4 separate regions of the Mus musculus genome follow, and all the other regions are linked to region 3. A link is a contact called in public Hi-C and promoter capture Hi-C data. All regions are on one chromosome and are shown on one strand. Each heading gives the region's core, a stretch centred on a gene start, on an enhancer-like site or on the middle of the called end of the contact. The rest is flanking DNA. Distances are from core to core; before and after follow the strand shown.

Region 1 (3,258 bases), core at 399-2,898, 140 kb before region 3:
TCAAAAACTACCCTTCTAGCCTCCCCGTAACTCCTTCCTAGACCTCTCTCCTCTCTGTCCCTTTCACAAACCGTTTAACTCCTCCCCCAGCCCAAAGCTGACTCTCAGGTGTGAGGTTCAAAGAGACCAGAAAAACCCCTGGAGTGGTGGTGTCAGAAAGTAATTACAACACTTGGGGAAGGTCTAGTCCAAGGCTAGCCTCCGCTACACAAGGAATTGGAAGCCAGCTGTGGCTAAGAGGGAATTCAAGACCAATCTGGGCTATATGCGACTCTTGTCTCAAAAAAACAGAAACAAATTGAATCAAACAAAATAAATAAAACAAACAAGGCAATCACCAAGAGCCCAACACTCCAGGGTCGGCAGTGTCTGCGCGGCAGAGTTAAATTGGTCCCAGAAGAGAGCCTCATGCTACCCTCCCTGATCTCATCAAAACCAAACAGTACCCAAAACCACTCCAGGAGAAGACATTAAAATGCAAATTTCTTGCTGCGCTTTTGGAGATTCAAAGAGCAGTTTCACATTTTTTCCGGGGTTGGGGCCCAAGAATCTGAATTTTAAACAAACCCAGGGAGGAGACGGAGGGGGAAGGGGGAAGGGGGAAGGGGGAAGGGCGAAGGCTCACCAAGGAAGATCAGAAATCTCGAAACCAAGATAGTATGTATGCCCTAGGTGGAGATGGCCCAGGAAAGCCTCCCGACTCCCCAGCCCGGCCTGGCAGCCTGGCTCGAGGTGCCCACTGGAGGGATGATGACAGAAACAGATGCATGCCCACCTGCGGTGCTACCCTATTCCTCTACCAGCGGACCTCTCAGTTAATGGAGACCGTTCCCTAGGGGCAGCCACAGGCCTCCAGACCCTCGCAGGAGGGGACTATGAAAAGACAGCTGACATCTCAGAATGCACCCAATGGGAACGGGCAACTCTAGGATCTTCAGCTGGGACCTGCACAGAGTACGGGGGATGGCAGACACGTGGTTTCTTGCCTCTGCGAATCTCCACAGCCCAAGGAAGGAGATTCGACCAGCAGACCCTGGGTAGGTGCCCTGGTGGGAGCGCGCGTGTCAGAGCCACTGATGTGGTGTTCTGCCCTGTCCAGGAGGGCTACAGAGCGGTCGCATTTAGTGGTTAAAGCCGGGTGAAGAGGAGGGCAGTGGACTTTGCCCGGCGGAGAAAGCCAGGGCACGGTCCCAGAGGGAAGGGGGAAGGGTAGAAGAGAAGGGACAGACTGGCGGACAGTTGTGCGCAGCTATCTCAGCTACGGTATCGCCACGGTAACCACCCGGGTAGGGTGTGTATGGTCCCCTCCACAAGAGTCATGCTGTGCTCGCAGGGATGTCACACGAGCGTCCCCAGGTGCAAGCTTCCCGGCGATCTTGGGAGTGAGCGTCCCGGGGGTCCCCGGAGAGTCCCCCATCCAGTCCCCGAGCTACCCGGCTCACCAGCTGCAGAAGCGCGAGCACCCCAAGAGCGGAGCGCACGAAGCCCAGATCCGGTCGCAGCGCAGACACAGAGGCTCCCACGCCCTGCGCGGGGCTGCTGGTCCTCGTGCTCACTTTCGACGGGAACTCCGCCATAGCGATCGCGAGCCTACGACGCTCTGGCCGCGCTCCCGGCGCTGCTCCGGGGCTGCGACTGCGGCTCCGGCTGCTGGCGCTGCTTGGGTACCCTAGACAGAACTCACAGGTGCGCGAAGCCCAGCCCCGCTCCGCCCGAGGCCCCGCCCCTTCTTGAGGCCCCGCCCCTTAACCCTGGGTTCGCCTGTTTGGATAGAGATTTTGAAGAAGTCCGTAGACCGATCTACAGACAGCCAGGCAGGAAAAAATAAATCCAGGTAGTGGCAACTGCTGCTGTGACTGAATCTAACAGGGCGAGGCAGAGTGACCAGGAGATTTTTAGATGGTTGTTTTAGGGTCTCTATTACGGTGGTAGAAAACCATGACCAAAAGCAAATTGGGGAAGAAAGGGTTTATTTGTCTTATGCTTCCATATCATTGCTCATCACTGAAGGAAATCAGGACAGGAACTCAAGCAGGGCAGAGACCTGGAGGCAGGAGCCGATGCAGAGGCCATGGAGGGGTGCTGCTTACTGGCTTGCTTCCCCTGGCTTGCTCAGCCTGCTTTCTTATAGAACCCAGGACCCAGGGATGGCACCGCTCACAATGGACTGGGCCCTCCTCCATCAATCACTGAGAAAATTCTCTACAGGGCTTGCCTAGAGCCCGATCTTATAGAGGCATTTTCTCAATCCAGGTTCCCTCCTCTTGGATTGCTATAGCTTGTATTAAGTTGACAGAAAAGGAAGGAGCACATTAGTCAAGGAAGACCTGTCAGAAGTGGTGACATTTGTGCAGAGGCCTGAATCTGTGAGTAGGAGGAAACCTTGGGAGGATTTAAGTGAGGAGCAAAGGCGCAGTGGCAGGACCAACCTAGGCAGTTGGGGAAATAGAAAGCAGGTCCCCAAAGGGACTGGAGCTGAGCACATGAGGGTGACACTGACCCCCAGTGGGTAAGGACCAGGTCACAGAAGCTGTGTAGGTGACTGTACTATCCTATGGCTCCTTGTGACAACTTATCACAAGCTCAAGGTCCTAACAAAAGTTTCTTCTCAGTGATGGAGGCTAGATATGCAAAGGCATCATCACGGAGACACAGTCATGGTGTCCTGAGCTCAGGCAACCTCTGGGGTACTTTTGCCCACTTTTTGTCTTGAGACAGGAGATTGCTCTGTAATCCAGACTGACTTCATGCTTTTGACATTCCTCGTACCTCAGGTCTTTGCAGGCTGGGATTACAGATGACCTGCCGGCAGGGGATTCTGGTACCCTACCTAGCTCTGCCTCTCCTCGTATCATCAACTCTCCTCTTACTATGCACAAGATATCTCTCTCTCTCTCTCTCTCTCTCTCTCTCTCTCTCTCTCTCTCTCTCTCTCTCTCTCATCTCTTTTGTAAGGATATGGTCATGACTATATTGCCCATCAGATAATACAGTTCAATATCCTCAAATCAGGAATTTTAAGTATTTATTCAATCACCCCATCACTAACATTCTGCAAAGATTCCTTCTTCTTTTTTTCTTTTGAAAGACAAAGTCTCATGTAACCCTGGAACTTTTTTTTTTTTTTTTTTTTTTTTTTTGGTTTTTCGAGACAGGGTTTCTCTGTATAGCCCTGGCTGTCCTAGAACTCAATCTGTAGACCAGGCTGGCCTCAAACTCAGAAATCCACCTGCTCTGCCTCCCAAGTGCTGGGATTAA
Region 2 (3,448 bases), core at 452-2,951, 170 kb after region 3:
GATCTGAGATCTTTGTGATGACCATAGCATCACTTCAGCCATTAGGAGAGCATCTTAGCTACTTTTCCTCTCTATGATAAAACACTCTGCCAAAAACAACTTAAGGGAGAAAGGTTTCCTTTGGCTCGCAGTTCTACGGCACACTCCATCATGGTGGGGGAAGTCCTGATGGCAGGTGCTTGAAGCAACTGGTCATTAGCATTTGTAGTCAGGAAGCAGACAATGATAAATACTTCTGTTCAGCAAGCCTAGGGGATGGTGCTGCCCACTTTTAGGGTGGATCTTCCTACCTCGGTTAGCCTAACATAGATCCCTCACAGACATGGCTCCTGTCAGGCGGATGAGCAATATTAATTATCACAGAGAACAAGGGATGGAGAGAAAGAGATTATTACTTACAGGTCCTGAGGTGCAGTGCACACCTGGAGGTCATGCTTATATACACACAAAGGTCAGGACGCAGCGGGAGGAGGCTAGGGGGGAACATAACTTGATACATACCTGGGAATGTAACACTAGGAAATGTGAGCTCTGGCAGAGCCACTCTCCAGCCAGAAGGCCCAGCTTCTATTCAAAGTACAGGGGCTGGAGGAATGGCTTAATGGTTAAGAGCATTTGCTGTTCTTGTAAAAGATCCAAGTTCAGTTCCCAGCAGCTACAATGGGTTGTCCCCAAACATCTGTAACTCCAGTTCCAGGAGCCCCCACAACCTCCTCTGGTTTCTGTAGGAACCCAGTGTGTACACAATACGTGTTTATACACACACACACACACACACATTAATTAATATTAAATCATTAAAAAACAAAACACAGGTAGAAGCAACATAAACTGTGGGCATTCCGTGTACCCTAGTATCAGCAAAGAGGAAACTGGGGTACAGGGAGCTATGCAACTAACAGATTGGGGCTTTAGGATGTGAAGCTAGCAGCTGATTAGCAGGGACAGGGAGAATTAAGGGTTGGGGAAGCAGGGAGGCTGTCAGGGAGGCCTGGGGACCATGACCTTGTGGGTCAGGAAATGGATGCTTTCTCACTTGGGTCTCCTCCTAGAGACACCCATGTTTCCAGGGGCTCAGGTAGAGATGGCGAAGCTAGAGACTGGGAGATCCCCAAAGCTGGCACAATAACCCACATAATCACATAATTCCCGAGGAGATCTGCTTAGGCCTGGTCCCTCAGAGCCTTCTGTGCTCATGTGTAGCAGGCCCTAGGAGACACAGCCCCACTTAGCTGGCTTCAAGTATCTGTGATCTGTGGCCCCTCTGCCTCTTGGGCCCTTGGGTCCCTCTTCTGTGGAGTGCCATATGAGGGTTGCATAAGGCTGTATGCTGGCCGTGGGAACCTCAAGCAGTCTGTTGCCTTCCCAGATGCCCCACACAAGGTCTCCCACAATGCATCTGTGGACATGTGTGATCTCAAGAAGGAATTGCAGCAGCTTAGCAGGTACCTGCAGCACCCTCAAAAGGCTGCCAAGCGGCCCACCGCAGCGTTCATCAGCCAGTAAGTGTGGATTACCTAACTAGGGGATGATGGAAGGTCTAACCTGGGCTAGGAGGAACTGGGAAATCTTCTCTGAGGCTGGACCTTCCTCATTGGCTCCTGCTGGGTTGTCAGTAAAGACAGATACTAATGCAATGCCCGGCCTCTTCCCTACAAGAGACTCCATCCTGGAGTCTGGCACGTTGAGTTCCCGAGAGAGGTTTGGACATAGCATAAGTGGGACATAGGCATGAGCTGAATTCCAAAGTACTGTCCCTCGCTGCCACTCCCTTGAATCTGCATACTCAGCTGCCTGTGTCCTTTGTCCTCAGCACCCTCTCCTCTCTGTTCCTGTCTATCCTGTGTATCTAGACCATCACCACTACCCCCTTCCCTCTGTCACCTGCCATGTTCTCCCCCACACCAGGCAGTTACAGAGCCTGGAGTCAAAGCTGACCTCTGTGAGCTTCCTGGGAGACACATTATCCTTTGAGGAGGACCGGGTCAATGCTACAGTGTGGAAGCTGCCACCCACAGCCGGTCTAGAGGATCTGCATATCCACTCCCAGAAGGAGGTCAGTGCCCTAGGGTGGGGTGGGCTAGAAGGGCAGGCAGGAGCACTCCCTACAGCATAGCGGTAACCCTTGTTTTCCCCTGGGTCTGGGGACAATCCACAGCCCACAGGGAGAGCTGGTGTCTGAAGATCCAGGTTGCAAGACCCCACTGAAGACCTCTTAGCCTTTGCTCCTGCCACCCGACTCCCTGGTCTCTTGTGGGGTGGCCCAGAGCCCAGTGTTTAGAAGGGGGTTGTTTGGCGTGAGGGGGGAATCTGGGGTGTTTGCTGGGCCGGGAACTGAGGATCCTCGATATGCAGGAGGAGCAGAGTGAGGTCCAGGCATACTCGCTGTTGCTTCCCCGGGCCGTATTCCAGCAGACCAGAGGCCGTCGCCGGGATGACGCCAAGAGGCTCCTGGTAGTAGACTTCAGCAGCCAAGCTTTGTTCCAGGTACGGAGTCTCCTCTTACCTGCTCCTAGGGTAACTGATAATACACACACACACACACACACACACACACACACACATATGCAAATATATGTATATGGGTATATATATACATATATGTGTATATATGTATGTGTATGTATATATATATGTATACATGCATATATACATATGGGTATATACATACATACATACACACACACACACACACACACACACACACACACATATCTGACAGAGGGGTGGAAAGGTGGTAGCTAACCTACTCCAGGAGCCAAATACAGGCAGGAAGGGCCCTCCAATGCACAGAGCTCCTAGGAGAGGTGTGAATAGTGCTGTTCTCATCCAGTGTGAATGACCAGCAAGACCCTCAGAGCAAAATGTTAGGAGCGACAGTAGTCTAGAAAGGGTGGGCAGAGGCCTTCTTAGCTTTTCTTCTTCTCAGCCTTAAATCTCCAACCTGTCCCCCCTACCCCCAACCTCATCTATCTAGGACAAGAATTCTAGCCAAGTCCTGGGTGAGAAGGTCTTGGGTATTGTCGTGCAGAACACCAAAGTCACCAACCTCTCAGATCCGGTGGTACTCACCTTCCAGCACCAGCCTCAGCCAGTAAGTGTGAGCAAGCCAACCCCAGGGCAAGGGTCCCTTCCTGCTGGGTCACATGTCTGCTTCCTGTGTCTCCCAACCCACTTGTCTTTTATGGAAGGGTTGCCCAGCAGCCAGCTCCCAGATTGGGGGCGGGGGTGGGGACTGCAAGGTGGGTAGTGAGGTGAATAGGAAGGTTAGGCCGTAGGAGGGAATGCGGAGGGTGGGTGATAGAGGGAACATGAAAGATGAGCAAAGAGAACACAGAGTGGTCTATAGAGAGAAAACGCAGGGAGCTGGCTGTGGAAAGGAACAGAGGCTGAGTTATGGTGGCCCATGCTTCTTGTCCCCACAGAAAAATGTGACTCTGCAGTGCGT
Region 3 (3,607 bases), core at 746-3,245:
AAGACAAGGGTGCTCTGGCTAAGTTGGTGGAATCTATTAGGACCAATTATAATGACAGATATGACGAGATCCGTTGCCACTGGGGAGGCAACGTCCTGGGTCCTGAGTCTGTGGCTCGCATTGCCAAGCTGGAAAAAGCAAAAGCTAAAGAACTCGCCACTAAATTGGATTAAATGTACACTAAATTTTCTGTACCTAAATATAATTACAAAATTAAAAAAGAAAAAAAATTCCAGTGCCTAAGCCAGCATACTTAGGAGCTGTGACTCAGGGCTGTTTCACAACTAAAGAGGTGAAGTAGAAGTCAATGTCACATAACTGTCACATAACTGACCTTGTTTGTTAGACGCTCCTCCAACTGACACCATCAACCCATGGCTTTTTAAAAATGTTAATACCGGGTGAATATGCATTTGCTTTTAATACTAGTACTCTCCAGACAAAGGTAGGCAGATCTCTGGGAGTTTGAGGCTGGTCTGCTAAGTTACCAGCAGGCAGTAAGAGCAGTGCCTCTCCTCTGGGAGTAACTTCTGGAGGTGGGTTTATTTATCTTTAAGGCACCTAAGAACCATAATCTTAGGCTTGGGTCCCATTTAAGGTGGCAGAGAGGCTGGGGGTGACTCAGTGGTAGCAGGTCCAGCTGATTAGGGATAGGGTCACAGTTCAGTGGTATGTGCTTAACCTAGCATGACCTGGGTCCACTCTTCAATACCACAAAGCGAAACAAACACCAACCAATAGCCAAGAATGTCGGAGCCTTCGTGTAACCCTAGCTCTCTCGGGAGACTGGTGAAGGAGTTCTGAGGACAGTTTACGCTCCTCGGTGAAACTCTTCTCTCAAAAGCCATTCATTATCAGGGCTCTGGGAAGGGCGAGGCTGTGCTTTGCAAGCATAAGGAGTTTGAGCCCCAGAACCCACATAGAAAACCTTGGGTGTGGGCTACCAAGATGATTCAGTGGGTTAGGGGTGCTTGCTACAAAGCCTGACAACCTGAGTTTAACCCTCAGAACTCAAAGTGGAAGCAGACACTCCTCCCCAACACACACAGAATCTTTATATATGTGTGTATACATGCATACACATACATATATATACATACACATATATGTGTACATACATATAAGTATATATGTATGTGTGTGTATATATATTTCAAAAGCTCGTGTGGCAAAGTTTGTTATCCAGCCTTAACTGGTACGCTTCAGGCCAACTAGAGGCCCTGTCACAAAGAAGGTGGCCACAGTTTGATGAAACACCAAGTTGTCCTCTGGCCTCCACACACATGCGTATGCACCTATACATACATGTTCCCCCACCCCATGACCATGACACTAAACATACACCGTTTACTTCTAGCAAACATCAAGACTTCCCTGGTAGAGCAAGCGAGGCAGTCCGCTCTACTCTGAAGACCCGCAGCTTGGACTCAGGCACCGAGAAGCGAACTTCTCCCGACCTTGCAAATGGCTAGTGATCGCTAGGGACCACACCCCGGCACAGGGGCAACTCTCCAGGACAAAAGCCTGGGTGGCTCCTTCTATAAACAAGCATCCTAGGACATAAATGCCGGGCTCGAATGGACAACCTGTGGCTCCAGGTTCTCCCCACCTTTGGTGCTTTCCGCCAAGTGCCCTGGAGGAGACTCAAGGTCACCACCGATGGCTAGGAGTAAACTGACGGTCCCGATGCCAGCTCCGGGTTTCCACGCGGAAAAAGGCGGCGGACGAGCCCCGGCGTCCAGCACGCCGCGTGCAGGGCCCCGGCCGCCGCGGCCCCTCACCCCGGCTTCCCCAAGGGGTGACAATGACGGCGCCAGAAGCCGAAGCGAGAGCACGGGAGACCAGAGTGGCCCCTAGGAGGGCCGTTAAGCCCGCTCAGATGCTCGAGCGACCCCGAGCGTCCTCACCTTCCTCGTAGCCTGAAAACCCGCTCCGCGGACGCCGGCTTCTCGTCCTGGTCTCTCGCGAGAAGACGCCGCACAACACCTGAGTCCTAGTGAGCGGACGCGGCCCCACTGACGCGTGACGCTGCCCGGCGCGTCGCCGCCCTCAGCGTGCGTGCGTGCCCACTTCCAAGATGGCGGCGACAGCAGCCGTGTCTGGTGTCCTCGGCCGCTTGGGCTGGAGGCTCCTGCAGCTGCGGTGCCTGCCCGGTGAGGTGACAGCCAGCCGAGCCGGGGCGCGAGGGGGAAAAACGGGAAGAAGGCGCAGGGCGGATCTGGGCTTGGCGTGGGATGATAGAGGCTCTGGTCGGGGCTAGCAAGGTAAAGGGCATCGGCGTGGAGCCGCTGGAGTCGCGAGCTGGAAAAAGCCACTTAAGGGTTTCAGTCGCCGGACTTTGAGCTGTGAGGGGGCAAAAGCCGCGGGGCAGTCCTGTCACCCCGGTTCCCCAGAGGTAATGGAGCTTCAGAGAGGGCTCGGTGTGCCCAAGGTCACAGAGCTCGTCCGTTCCAAAGCGTTCTCCGTCGCCGTAGGCGCTGTGCCAGCCTCGCTGGAGAAACCGACCGAACAGCCACAGAGTCAGTTATTGCCACACCACGTCACTAAGCTGGTGACATTCGTCATTTGCTGCCATATGCCCCGTATTTTTATCTCCACAGTAATAGTAGACATTTACTTTTAGAAACTTTGTACATTGTCATTAAGTGGAAAAGCAAAAATCGCTGTCCGTATATAGAATCTTTCTGCACTGACACAGTGACAAAAAATATGCAACTAAAATCTCCATGAACCGCAGAGATCTCGCAACCATACTTTGGGGGCTCCTCACTTCAAATTTTCTGGGCCTATAGCAAATGCTGATGTTGTTAAGCATGCTGTTCTGTGTTTCTTTCCTTATTATTTTCAATGACTTCCTTTGTGGCATTTTTAGCTAGAGTTTCAGACGAAATATGTTTAACAAAAATAATGCAATGTGAGCCAACAAATCCAGTCATAGGGTATTTACCCATGAAATTGTGTCCACAAAAAGTTCAACTGTATTCCCGACAACTTTATATTAGGTGGGCCCTTAAAGCCCAAACATTCATCTTTTTTTCAATGTTATGCAAGCAGTTTACAACAGGTATCTCCGAAGTAACCGTCCCCTTTCTGAAGTATTTGAGATAAAGTCTCACTCTATATTTCTGGCTGACCTGGAACTCACTGTAATATAGACCAGACTGACCTGGAACTTAGAGAGATTGGCCTGGTCCTGCCTCCTGAGTGTTTTCTTTCTTTTTTTTTTTTTTTTAATCAGAGTTTACTTTTTTTTTTTTTTTTTTTTTTGGTTTATTTATTTATTATATGTAAGTACACTGTAGCTGTCTTCAGACGCACCAGAAGAGGGCATCAGATCTCTGTTACAGGTGGTTGTGAGCCACCATGTGGTTGCTGGGATTTGAACTTCGGACCTTTGGAAGAGCAGTCGGGTGCTCTTACCCCCTGAGCCATCTCACCAGCCCCCTGAGTGCTCTTAAAAGAGTGTGTCATCATGCTTTTCTTTTTTATTCCTTTTCTTTTTTCTTTTTTAAAAACTTGTTAGTCCTGCCTCAGCCTGAGTTATATAGGAAGTCTATGTCTCAAAATAATACGGGCTGGCCTTTTGATTTGTGTGTGTGTGTTTGTG
Region 4 (3,276 bases), core at 218-2,717, 240 kb after region 3:
TAGTGCCTCCTACATACCAGTCAAGACTCTCTTATCACTGAGCTACATCCCCAGTCTTGTTCCTGCTTATAAGTTATGTGTATTGGGGATGGTGACAGTCATTTTAATATAGTCTGCATGTTAGAGAATGAAGTTATTTCAGGGGTGGTGACATTGGTTATGTGACTAAGGGCCCTTAACGATCTTCAGGCTCAGTGTTGCCATGACTGAAATGTCTTAGGATCTGTAATGTACATATAATTGTATAAACAAAGCAGATAAGGCAAAATGTGTCAAAATGAAGAATTTGACTTTTTTTTTTAAATAAAAAGTTGCGGGAACAGCAAAGTACAAAGTTTTGATCAAATGTTATTCTCCAAATCCAGGTCTCTTAATAATTACCCATTTCTACGCAGGGCCGACTTCCCATTAGGCTGGTGGGTGACTTTTGTTCCCGTAAAGGTTTTGCATTTAATAGGGACTTTGTGTGCCTTGCCTTTAAGAACAAAAGTTTAAGTCCTGGGTCCGATCTTCCAAATGTCTGGTCTTTTTCACCACAGCATCTGTTTCCTCGTCTAGAAATGGGAAATTCCTCCCGTTCCGGACTGTGTAGAGGAGAACGCCAGATGCAGCAGCCCCGACCAGAGGGGAGTGAGTGTAGGATAGACCAGAGTTGGAGGTTATTTCTGCAAAGGGCTGGGACCGAGTTTCTCAGTAAGGGGGGGACCCGAACTCATGGTGGGTTATGTAGCCTGTCCCCATCCCAACCTGTCTGTCCTGTCACAGATATTAGCCTTTCTCCGGTTCCGTAGTTTTACTTCCGCACGCAGGCGAGCAGACACAAGCCTAACTCATCCCACTGTGCTACTGTGATCTTAGGGACGAACTCCTGGGCTCGACATCGACCCCACTGTAACTAAGCTCTGTTTCCCTCGAGGTCAGCGAACTCCAGGAGACGTGTGGATCCAAGTAAGAGCCAAGTCCTCCCACTACGCGGGCGACACTCACAGTCTGAGGGCGGGGTCCTGGCAGCCCTGTTTCAATATGGAAGATCTGCAACTTCATACCACTCTAGAAGTCCCCTTTCCATTGGCTATCTCAGAGCTGGTTCTCCAATAACACTAACGTTTATTGGTCAATCCAGAGCTGTTGCTGAAGTGATTGGCGCAGCCGCCATCGGGTGCAGCTCGCGGATTTTTTAAACACAACCGGGTTCCAGGAAATGCAGGAAAAGGGCGGAAAAAACCAAGCCTGACTGGGGGCGGGACTAAGAACGCAGAAGCCTGTATTGGTTCTTCTGGGACCTAAGGGCGGTCCGTAAGCGCTTCTTTCTCGTGATTAGTCTGAGTCGGGGAAAGGAGGCGGGTAGTTACGTAAATCGGCGGAAGCGCTTGCTTCCATTGGTCAATTCTAGAGGAAGGCGGGGCGTCCGTGGCGACTGATTGGTGTAAGAAGTGAAGTGGGAGGGACTCTAGGCCGGAGGTTTTGTTGTGAGGGTCGGTTGTCAAGCAGCGACCAATCAGGGCAAAGGATGGAGGCAAGTGGGGGTCGCGCCTGGAGGGAAGCCTTGGCCTCCAGAGCTACAGCTGCAGGTAGAGTGGCTCTCGGGGTCTTGGAGGCAAAGGGAAAATGGCTCTAGTCTTCGCCGAGCCTGGAGGGGACAGTCCGGTCGCCGGCAGGAGGCTCTCGGCCAGGACAGGCTGGAGCCAGTGCCCCTCAAGGCAGACGGGAGGAGGGTCAAGCGAAGCTGAGGGACCGGTGGCAGGTTTGGGATGAACGAGCAGGACGGGTGTGTGGAGGCCGGAGAGGGAAAGCTGGTGGGCCGGAAGCAGAGCTGAGGGTGTGCGGAGGATCGTATTGAGTCGGGGCTCCAGAAACAGGAGAGCGAATGAATGGGGGATTCTGATAGCAGCGGGGCAAGAGAAGTAAAGAGGGTCTGGCGAAGCATGGCCAACTAAGGAAGCTCAAGATGTGCCAGAACGGGAGCATAGGCAACAGGAGAAAGAGAATCCAGCGAGAGAGCTCCTGGGCAAGAGGCGAAGGGCCGTGGCGGCGGTGGAAGGCTCCATCCACGCTGTGGCCTTTTAGAATTGAGGAGTCATTCCGACTCACACCTAGACTGGAGACTCAATTCCTAGCTATGCCCTTGAGAGTTGCAGGGAGTGGGCGTGGTTCCCTTACCAGGGAGTTGGTGATGGAGGAAGCAAGAAGATTGGACCCTCAGAATCCTCTCAACATCACCCCCTCCCAAGGCCTTTACTGTTCTCTCTCTCTCTCTCTCTCTCTCTCTCTCTCTCTCTCTCTCTCTCTGAACGTCTGCCTATCTCTCAGTCTCTCTGTTCGTCTCCGTGTATCTCTCTGTCTCTCTGCCTTTTGGATGCCTCTCATGGGCACCAAAACATAACCTCAGACTCCAGTGCCCCATCCAATACATGGGGTGCAAATCCAAGTGGACTGCAGTTATGTGATCCTCTCTGCCCCATAGCAGGTGCTGGGTTGGCAAGTTAGGACACCCAGCATCCAGGAGCATTACTGTAGGCCCCTGAGAAGTCAGTCTCTCCATCCCCTCTCCACCTACCTATGTCAGTCTGTCCTTCCTTCCTTCCTTCCTTCTTTTCTTTGAGATAGGAACTGACAGAGATCTGCCTACTTCTAGCTGGCCTCCTGAGTGCTGGGGTTAAAGGCGTGAGCCACCAGGCCCAGCTACCTAGGGAAGGTCTTTTATCTTTGGGCTCTTAAGTCACAGGTTTTCAGACCCAGTGTGCACTGCAGCTCCAGGCCCTGGAGGCTCTGGCTAGTCTGTATCAAGTGGCCTTGATGACCCAGGGACTTGTAACTCGTCTCAAGCAGTTCCTAACCCACCATCGCCTCTGCTTGCATTCTAGCCCAGTGTTGAGCTGAGATGGTCCAAGCCTGACATTCCATGATCTGGGATCCCGACCTATGTGTCCAGGCTGCTGCTTGATAGCGGATGATCTAAACCACCAGGCAGTCCTGGGCCAGGAGAGGCGGACTCTCTGCCTGGATGTGTGGGAACTCCCTGCCAACTTGATTGTCGGATCTGGGGGGGATCCACCCCCACCCCACAGAGAAAGCACAATCTGTTTTGTGGGTGGGGTCTCAGGCGCCACCCCCTGAAGCATGGCCACCCCTGTGGTCACCAAGACAGCCTGGAAGTTGCGTGAGTACTTTTCATTTATCACCCTGTTGTTTTGTAAGCTGAGTAGTCTTAGCCTTCAGCTCTGTCTCCTCTCCCTGGCACAAGAGAGACTCACAGTCCTTGTTTTCAGGTAGACA

What was found. Promoter capture Hi-C pulls out the DNA fragments that hold promoters and counts their contacts. A called contact is a pair of places that touch in the nucleus more often than the background predicts. Capture Hi-C pulls out chosen DNA fragments and counts their contacts.
Region 1: a contact with region 3 is called in a promoter capture Hi-C map of liver. The contact joins the promoter of Pllp here to the promoter of Ciapin1 in region 3. A contact is called at or near these places in 8 of 39 promoter capture datasets (the 3T3-L1 cell line, embryonic stem cells, erythroid cells and 4 more), 4 of 15 datasets of contacts at CTCF or cohesin (CD8 T cells, the NIH/3T3 cell line, embryonic stem cells and 1 more), 46 of 484 Hi-C or Micro-C datasets (B cells, the C10 cell line, CD4 T cells and 24 more), 40 of 115 datasets of contacts at active chromatin or transcription factors (the 230-238 cell line, DN3 thymocytes, the HPC-7 cell line and 27 more) and 4 of 9 other capture datasets (adipose tissue, embryonic stem cells, liver and 1 more).
Region 2: a promoter capture Hi-C map of 3T3-L1-derived adipocytes shows a contact between it and region 3, with 2.6 times the contacts expected there. The contact joins the enhancer-like site here to the promoter of Ciapin1 in region 3. A contact is called at or near these places in 10 of 39 promoter capture datasets (the 3T3-L1 cell line, 3T3-L1-derived adipocytes, the C10 cell line and 6 more), 16 of 484 Hi-C or Micro-C datasets (the 63-12 cell line, B cells, the CH12 cell line and 10 more), 5 of 115 datasets of contacts at active chromatin or transcription factors (T-cell acute lymphoblastic leukemia, embryonic stem cells, forebrain and 2 more) and 4 of 9 other capture datasets (adipose tissue, embryonic stem cells, liver and 1 more).
Region 4: a Hi-C map of Th1 cells shows a contact between it and region 3, with 4 times the contacts expected there. The contact joins the promoter of Katnb1 here to the promoter of Ciapin1 in region 3. A contact is called at or near these places in 6 of 39 promoter capture datasets (3T3-L1-derived adipocytes, hematopoietic stem and progenitor cells, hippocampal neurons and 3 more), 6 of 484 Hi-C or Micro-C datasets (CD4 T cells, Th1 cells, double positive thymocytes and 3 more), 6 of 115 datasets of contacts at active chromatin or transcription factors (bone marrow-derived macrophages, effector CD8 T cells, embryonic stem cells and 2 more) and 3 of 9 other capture datasets (adipose tissue, liver and pancreatic islet).

The regions. Positions count from the first base shown.
Region 1 is chr8:94,694,594-94,697,851 of GRCm38.p6, forward strand. Pllp (plasma membrane proteolipid) reads right to left here and starts at 1,649. Exons shown (of 4, transcript NM_026385.4): 1 at 1,443-1,649. The coding sequence starts at 1,577.
Region 2 is chr8:95,003,845-95,007,292 of GRCm38.p6, forward strand. Adgrg1 (adhesion G protein-coupled receptor G1) reads left to right here. Exons shown (of 14, transcript NM_001198894.1): 4 at 1,370-1,502; 5 at 1,909-2,056; 6 at 2,356-2,487; 7 at 2,978-3,094; 8 at 3,426-3,448. Among named protein-coding and RNA genes, the nearest start is that of Adgrg3, 12 kb to the right of the region's middle. Within about 2 kb of position 1,702, at least 3 of the 459 cell types and tissues checked have an H3K27ac peak or open chromatin away from gene starts, as enhancers often do. A contact at or near this core is called in 3T3-L1-derived adipocytes, where this site is marked.
Region 3 is chr8:94,836,345-94,839,951 of GRCm38.p6, forward strand. It overlaps Ciapin1 (cytokine induced apoptosis inhibitor 1), which reads right to left and starts at 1,996. Exons shown (of 9, transcript NM_134141.4): 1 at 1,908-1,996. Coq9 (coenzyme Q9) reads left to right here and starts at 2,069. Exons shown (of 9, transcript NM_026452.3): 1 at 2,069-2,153. The coding sequence starts at 2,078. It also overlaps the pseudogene Gm7418.
Region 4 is chr8:95,079,734-95,083,009 of GRCm38.p6, forward strand. It overlaps Katnb1 (katanin p80 (WD40-containing) subunit B 1), which reads left to right and starts at 1,468. Exons shown (of 20, transcript NM_028805.2): 1 at 1,468-1,571; 2 at 2,865-3,160. The coding sequence starts at 3,121.